Linked DNA regions of Mus musculus: region 1 is linked to region 2. Evidence: chromatin contacts called from public HiCAR-type data. All regions are on one chromosome and are shown on one strand. The core of a region is the stretch at or near the end of the contact, and the rest is flanking DNA. Distances in the headings are between cores, read along the strand shown.

What was found. HiCAR-type assays count read pairs that join an accessible place to other places.
Region 1: a HiCAR-type map of astrocytes shows a contact between it and region 2, with 2.3 times the contacts expected there. The contact joins two enhancer-like sites. A contact is called at or near these places in 3 of 39 promoter capture datasets (cranial neural crest, hippocampal neurons and liver), 1 of 115 datasets of contacts at active chromatin or transcription factors (astrocytes) and 1 of 9 other capture datasets (embryonic stem cells).

Annotation. Positions count from the first base shown.
Region 1 is chr1:73,542,754-73,546,950 of GRCm38.p6, reverse strand. No RefSeq gene overlaps it. Among named protein-coding and RNA genes, the nearest start is that of C530043A13Rik, 15 kb to the right of the region's middle. Within about 2 kb of position 1,325, at least 8 of the 459 cell types and tissues checked have an H3K27ac peak or open chromatin away from gene starts, as enhancers often do. A contact at or near this core is called in astrocytes, where this site is marked.
Region 2 is chr1:72,717,008-72,721,351 of GRCm38.p6, reverse strand. No RefSeq gene overlaps it. Among named protein-coding and RNA genes, the nearest start is that of Gm51632, 7.1 kb to the left of the region's middle. Within about 2 kb of position 2,286, at least 24 of the 459 cell types and tissues checked have an H3K27ac peak or open chromatin away from gene starts, as enhancers often do. A contact at or near this core is called in astrocytes, where this site is marked.

The sequences.
Region 1 (4,197 bases), core at 76-2,575, 830 kb before region 2:
GAGTGTACTTATTCTCATCTGCATATGTTGAGCTTCAAGGCTCCCTGCCATTCCATTTTAGCCATACGTTCCTCCCCCCACCCCCCATGTCCACTTCCTGTTATTTGCTAATCTCATGAACTGTTTCCTGATCCTTTTCCACACTTCTCAGCCCTGCGCCCTGCATTCAACCCCTGCCTTGTGGCCACCTGTAAAGACCTGTACCTGTCTCTCTCTGTTCCAAAATTCCTCTGCACCAGCCAATCATTACTCAAAGCTTTCCCTGCAAGGGAATATTATTTCTTCACTCTCCCTGGTTTTTCCTACCAGACTCATTCCAGTCATCCTCCGACATACTGTCTGTCAGTCTGTTTGTCTGTCCACATTTACGGGACCCTAACATGTCCAGACATGACTAGGCATCATGTTTTTGAGCCTCCCTTTATACTTCCCATTTGATGAAAGTGTCTTCCAGGTTTTAAAATCTGTGGGTTTTTGTTTGTTTGTTGTTTTGTCTTGTTTTTGTCAAGTCTCAACGGGAAAGAGGGTGTCTATATTTTGTTTATTTGTTTAGATTTTTAAATTTTATTTTACGTGTTAGTATTTTGCCTGCATGTATGTATGTGCACCATATGTGTGGTGTGCCTGGTACCCACAGAGGTCAGAAGAGGGCATTGGCTCACCTGGAATTGGAGTTGTAACTCCAGTTGTGAGCCTCCATATGGGTTCTGGGAAGCTAACTCAAGGACTCTGTGTAAGAACTACAGGGATTCTTAACTACTGAGCCATCTCTCCAGCTCCTATACTTTGTTTAAATAATTTCTTTTCCCTTTCTGGGGCACACAAGTAGAGTAGAAATTGGAAGGCCTTAGTGAACTATCGCGACCCCATACTAATTCCTGCTTGTCCCCCTCCCCACTCTGACTTCTGTGCCTCCTTTCCATAGCCAGGCAGCTAACGCGTTGCAACTCAGAAATGACCTCCAGCCAACCAAAAACCCCTTCTGCTGCACAGCGTGGCAGAGGAAACAGGAGGTGGCAGACCAGAAGAGGGAAGAGTCTCTGCCCTCAGGGGTCTTACAATTTATTAGAGAAGCAGACGTAAAGGAAAACACAGCAAGGTGGTGGAAGGAAATGGCTTGGCAGGCCAGGAGTCTTGGCTCTTGGGTCTTTGTTTCACCCACCACTGACTCTTCTGGCAACTGTCTAGGAATATTTCAGAGTTGCTTGGGTAGAGCCTGAGAATGAATCAAACGTCTCTTTTCATCGACCCACCAGGGCTGGCTGAGAGCTATGACGATCATTCTGTCCATTCCTGGCCCCTAGGCCAGACCACATCAATTCAGCCTGCTCAGCCAGGGCTAACTCCTGTTTCCAAACCTCACCGGAGATGATCCTGCCCAGCACTGTCTACTTTTCCTGCTCTGGTGGTTTTGAGCCTTGGAAATGAATGGCTAAGCCCGGCTGCATTCCTTGGACGGCCTGAAGCCTTGCATATTTTTCAAGCCCTCTTGGAGAGGAAATTCAAGGGGATCTAGAGGCAAAGGCTTATGTGGGGAGGTGCAGCCAGAGTCAGCTTTTTCCACTGGGCCATTCAGCTACATCCTGACTGTGTTCCAGCGTAGGAAAGGGGTTCCCATTTGCAAAAGGATGAATGTCGGTGTTTGACTTCTTGCTGTATTGGGGTCCAGAAGCCCTGGCAGAGAAAACCTAATTTAATTTGGAAAAAAAAACAAACAAACAAAAAAACAACCTTTGAATTCCACCTGCCTGCTCAATTGTCAGCACTTTTTCCTCTTCTGCCCACCTCTCTGTGTGGGATTGCAGTCTGCCAGGACTGGCCTCATTAACAGAGCCATCTCTGCTTGGGTCCTCAGGTTCTACTGTCTATCCTACTGGATGGGATGCTGACAGCTTATATCACTCACTGCTGCTGTACACTAAGGCTCTACAGGGAAGGAGCAGTGGTCTATGGGTGAAGTTGTCATGTCAAGGGGACAGAGTATGGCTGAAAGGCTGAGGTTTAAACGTTGTTAGAAGAGATCCTTTGATATATAATTATATATATATATATATAATTCTTATATATTCTTTGATATATACATACATATATGTATATATATATATATATATATATATATATATATATATATATACATATATGTATGTATATGTAAGATGTCTCTATTGTGGAAAATTCCATTCCTTCCAGATTATTTTAGGGCCCCCAATTCTGAATGGCTGAACTTTGCAGAGCTTGATGGCTAACCATCATGGAAAGTGTGTAAGAACTGGTCAGCACATGATGCTGTGTCTTCAACCTAGGGAACTGATCCTCCTCAATGCTGTCCTGCAGTCTCAGGCACTGGGAATAAGAAAACAAGTGCCTCTGCCTTGGCAAGGGCAAGGCTCCTAAGGACCGCAAAGCTCATGCTGGGCTTGTGCATCATCAGGGAGTCTGTCACTTCTGGGGGATAACTTCCAGGAAGGCTGTAAAGCCAGGAACAAGACAGCAAATGCCTGGAGAGAAAATGGGGATAGAGAGTGAACAGTAGGTGTATGCAGAAACCTCAGCAAGAAATGTGTGCCTTGCAAACAAAAACAGTAGGCAGTTATTAGCTAAAGAGGCATGAAGTGAGAAGGGAGGATAACTTCCATGTGTGCTTTCAGATGGACATAACCTGAGTCTTAGCATATCCGTGTTCTGGGTCTTCTTGTGTTGAGATCCACCCTTACCCTTGGCCAACTGGTGTCTCTGCTTTCTGGCAGCTGACATTTCTTGATCATGTTGAGTTGTCCCTAGCTTCCACTTGGGTTTGGCTCATAGGAGCCCAGAAAGTGGGGACTGACGGGAGGGAAACCTCTTCCCCTTTCTTTCTCAGTTTGAGGCTCAGCAGTGTGCTGGGTCATTTTGTCAAACGCTGGGATCCTGCAGCACAGGTGAAGTGATCTACCTACAGTCCTTGTTCTCTCTCTAGCTGCTTCTTTGGCCCTAGGGGTGTCAAGGAATCCCTTCTCCTTGTCTCCTGACATGCTTTTCTGATGTCCCTTGCCTCAGTCCACATCCTGGCAAGTTCCTCCTATTGCTAAACCCTTCTCACCCCTGCCTGAGTGTGTCTTCTGTTTCTTACTGGGGACCTGAAGGGAAATGAGGGCCCATAAAGACTGAAGGTTTCATCTCAAGGCTCCAGAGAATGTCAAGAATATTGAGCCAACTCATTAGAAAAAAATATAACAACGACATTTGCATAGACATGGGGGAGTTTGGTGTTATTGGTTCTCATCCTGAGGCCTTTTTTCGGCTTTTGAAATACTGTAGCAACCAAGAGAAAACTAGATGTGCAGAGGTGGCTGAATCTAAAGCACAGCAGAGCCATAGGTGGAGAAAGCAAACAGAGAGAGTGGCGGGGCTTAACTCTGCCTTTGTAAATGGGTGGAGTTGAACCATACCTATCAAGTCATGAACAGGCCAGGATATGATGTTGCAACCTACATCCCTGGCTGTTAGAAAACTGATGCCTAGGAGCAGGGAAGAAGGCAGGACACAGTTCTGGAGCAATGCCCCAGGTTAAGATACCTTCTGCCTTAGAGACCGAATCTGTGACATTCCTCCTATCACAGGATGGAAATACTAAGCTTCCTACATTTAACCTAAGGTCAAGTCACATAAGGTGGGCATGTAAATCAAAATTCTGAAACACTTGGGGAATATTAACAAGCCAGACATCTAACAAAAAAAAATTTAATGTGGAAAAACTTTACCTCAGATAAAATTAAAATGAGAGAGTAACTTGAAAATGATTTGGATTTGATTAGGCTTGTTAATTAAATGATACAAGGAATGGTGATGTAAAGGAACAAAAAGTTAAACCCACATAAAAGTAACAACAACAAAAGAAACCACAGCACTAAGACACAGCTATTGGGAAAAATTACATACGTTTTTAGAGTGTAGAGTCAAGCAATAAAGAAAGAAAGGTAGACGTGAAGATCAGTTATATGTCAGATTGATCAGGCATGTGGTGATATAATATCTGGTCAGATTTTACTCTGAAAAAATCTACATAGATATTTGAGATTAAAATTAACATTTTAACCAAAGCAGACTGTGGTTCACAGTGATATAATTAAGTTACTGTTTGGATAGTACTGAAGAAAGGACTAGTCAACCTGAAATTTGAAGCTGGCTAAATTAATGATGATGAGTCCAAAATAAAGA
Region 2 (4,344 bases), core at 1,037-3,536:
TAGCTGTATGATCTGTTCTCATCCTGCACGTTCCTAGATGGGCTAACTTCTCTTAAGTTGTCTCTCAGGCGATGGTCGTGCCCGTCTTTAATCCCAGCACCTGGGAGGCAGAGGCAGACGTATCTCTGAGTTCAGGGTCAGCCTGGTCTACAGAGCAAGTTCTAGGGCAGCCAGGGCTACAGAGAGAAACCCTGTCTCAAAAGAAACCAAGCACACACAGGTCTCTTCCTTTCCTCACGACTCACGTGTATAACCTATGGCTAAGGAGTGCAGAGGAGGTAGTGAATGTTACCGGACACTCTGCTTCGACCCTCAGCAGTCCTGGAAAGGTGCTCTGGCTGCCCTGTGTTTGTGGGGGTCTGGAAATTGTACTTATACGCCTTCTCCATGGATGTCTCCCATTGCAGACTTCATAGAGATCTTACATTGTGTCATCTTTCACAGAGTAGAGCTGAAGCATGAGACATGACTGAGAACTTTTAGGAATCTTAACATGATTTGAATAAACGTCTGTGTTTTCCTATAAGAAAGGGCTCCCATTCACACCACAGACCAGAGGTCCCATTACCACTGCAGCCCTCTGCCCGTGCTGATGATACACCCCAGTGCCCTTCATTCGTGGCTCCCTACCATGCCTGCCTTTGAGCCACAAGGTTCTTACGCCCTCCCCAGTCTTCCACCCCTCCCCTCGAAGCCCAGCTCCCAGCTGATCTTGGCCTTGACTCATTGGTGCTGACTCAACAAAGAAAAGCAGACCCCTCCCTTGGGCAGCTGGACAGTGGAGCAGGGCCAGAGTCTGCAGGAGTGGGCAAGAAGGCAGGCAAGAGGCGGGGAATCCATCAATCAGCTTGTCACCAAGTCTTTGCTGAGCCCCCCTGAAGACTTGGTCCCACGCCGAGTTGCACAATGGGGGTCCAGAGAAAGAGGGAAAAAAGACAGGAGCCTTCATTTGGTTCTACAGCACTTTAGGGGCTTGAGTTTGGAGACCACAAAGCACAGTGTCACCTTGCCCACTGTCACACAGAGGTGGAGGTCACATGTTGAAAGGAAAAGCCAGCTCTAGTGTCATGTGTGCAGGGAAGTGAGAAGGCAGCACCCAAGGAGGGTCTTGAAGCTGCATTTCCAAGGCTTTGGGCACAAGGTCATGTTAGCTGAGATGGGAGAAGGATGAATGGAAACTGGTGATTTTAAAGCTCCGAATCATTATTAGCCCCCACATCCCTCCCTTACCAGCCTGCTGGCGATGGGGCACTGACTGCCTTTTCAGTCAAAGCACTGTTTCGGGGCTGGAGAGATGGCTCAGCGGTTAAGAGCACTGACTGCTTTTCTGAAGGTCCTGAGTTCAAATCCCAGCAACCACATGGTGGCTCACAACCATCTGTAACAAGATCTGAAGCCCTCTTCTGGAGTGTCTGAAGACAGTTACAGTGTACTTACATATTATAAATAAATCTAAAAAAAAAAAAAAAAAAAGAGCACTGTTTCTACATGTCCCTACCACAATGAACTGCTGTATTACTGAGCAAAAAGATTTACTTATTTTATGTATATGAGTGCTCTAACATATACACCTGCATTTCAGAAGACGGCATCAGATCTTGGTAGAAATGGTTGTGAGCCACCATGTGGGATTTGAACTCAGGACATCCGGAAGAGCAGCCAGTGCTCTTAACTGCTGAGCCATCTCTCCAGCTCGAGCAATTTTTTTTTAAAGATTTTTTTTTATGTGTGTGAGAGTTTTGCTTATACCTAAGTACATTACCTGTGTGCAATGGACCATACATCCTATCATAGTCTTTTAATTGTATATTCTCATTGGATCCCCCAGAGTTGGAATTACAGGCCATTATCAACCATGTGGGTGTTGGGAATTGAACCCAGGTCCTTTGGAAGAGCAGCCAGTGCTGTTAATCTCCAAACCATCTTTGAAGCCCAACAAAGTAGGTTTTAAACTCTCCTTGCACACACAGAGCAGGCAAAGGGCCATAAGGGATGAGAGTAATGGGACCTGGCGTGAGGAAGGCTGCATTTGGAATCCTAAAGCCCTAGCTAGAGATTGGAATCCTCACACCACTTCTTATCCCCGACACAGCTCATTCCCAGTGCTCAGTCATTCAGTTCCTGGGTTTTGCTGGCCTCCGCTCCTGAGGAGAAAGGGCATGCATCTCACTGGCCTTTGGAAGCAGCAGGGCTGTTGGTGTGCTGTGGCCACTCTCATCAGGGAAGTCATACCTGTGCACGGAACAAAGTTAAGAGCGGGAGAAAGAGAAGCACTCTGATCCCTCCAAGTCCTCTCAGCCTCAGCAAGGGCTCCCCCTGCTGTTCACTACCTACACTCCTTTTGCCTGCCCCGGGTTAATCAGCAGAATCCCAATGGCAGTTTCTTAACAGTGTCTTATGTAGTGGCACTTTCTCTCCAGCCTGTCTGTAGTGGCCTTTTAGCGTTATATACTTATCACTTGCTGAGACTGGCCTCCAACCATCAAAACCCCTCACAGATACCACTCTGTACCTTGGTTTCTTTATCTATAGAGAACAAAGCTCTTCTGTTGCCCAAGCCAGTGAACGGGGAGGTGAAGTTGAAGCACGGAACTCCTTGTGGACTTCATTCTTTCCCCATTCAATGACTCTCTTCAAGTAGAAAATCTTAGAGTTTTTGTCATCTATAAAAGGGGGAAAGAATTCCATTAGGTTCTTGAGTTTGGAGCAATTAAAAGAGGAAGAAGTGCTGGGGAAAAGAAACCTGATGACAGGCCGAGTGTGGTGGTGTAAGCCTTTAATCCCAGCACTCGGGAGGCAGAGGCATGCGGATTTCTGAGTTCGAGGCCAGCCTGGTCTACAGAGTGAGTTCCAGGACAGCCAGAGCTACACAGAGAAACCCTGTCTCGAAAAAACAAAACAAAACAAAAAAAAAAAAAAAAAAAAAAAAGAAAAAAGAAAAAGAAACCTGATGACACAAAGGTCTTACTAGCTACAGTACAACGAAGCATGGAGCATGTGGGTCCAGGACTGGCTAGACATGCAGGACTCAAGGCATGTGTGCCTCTAGCTACCCCAGGCTGGGAAGTGCTGGGTCTTAAATAGATGTGTCTACCTCAGACCCTTGGAACACAGCCTGGATCATGCTAAGGGAATGAGTTAGGTATTTCTAGGCCCTGCCCCCCAAAGCTAATTGGGACACAGGGAATAAAACATGGCAGTATACAAGCAGAACAGGACTGTTGAGTTGAAAGCATAGTTGCTTGGTGGAGAAGGTGAGGTATAAATTACTTAAAGAGCAAGGTGTGGCAGAGTTTGCCTGTAACTCAGCATTCAAGAGGGCTGAGAGGCAGGAAGATCAAAAGTCCCAGGTCAGTCTGGGCTACAGGACGAGACCCTGTGTAACCACCACCACCATGATCGTAACAAGTATACAAACATACCCAGTTAAATGAGCACAGAACAAGCCTCCAAAACTTAGAACATCAAAAAAAGATACATGTAATTCCAATAAATCAGTAAGCACTGGTCTTATTGAGTGGACAGTTTCACGTGTGCACGTGGGTGTAAACTCAGAGCACAAACAGTCCGACTCCACGGGCATCCCTCAAGCTACACTTCCAGAGCCTACCACTAACTCCATCCAGAAACAGGGGTCTCCTGACATCACTGTAACCTCTTGGCACCCTTTTTGGACCAGAATTTGCTTATCGCTCCCACTCTGCCTCTGTCAATACTATAGCTACAAAACCCAGAGTATGACAAAGTTAGTTAAAACATCCCTCCTGTACTGACGTTTTCTCCTGATGAGTCTAACAACATGGACAGAGACGTGGACACCCTGATCAGAGAAACACCTTCTTAGTCCACAGTGTTTATGTATTGTATGGTGCATTTTCACTGCAAAAAGTTTTTTACAATTTTTAATTCTTAAAGTTCTTCCCCCCTAACTAGCAGCTCTAGGAAATACACTCAAGACTATCCTAATTGTGTACTCGTGGGGCATCTGTCTCAGATGGCCTAAGACTAACTCTTTTAGGTTTAATTCTTTACCTAGTCAGCTAGGTTACATTCTGACATGGTGGAATTAATAAAGAACTTAGCACTTACTAACCTGTAACTACATATGCTAATATGCATTTGTGAGGGTTCTCTGACCTCTCAGAATTCTAGACTGCTCCGTCCTTTCCTGCTTACTCAGTAGCGCCCCCTGGTGTTCCATACGCTTGCAGTCAACACATGACATTTTTATGCTTTGCTCAAGGGAGTAACATCTGTCGATAAGTATTTTTGTGATTAGAGATAGACTCTCAAAGAATTTGTGTAAAATGTCTAGGTTCCAAGGTCAAAGTGCACTATATAACG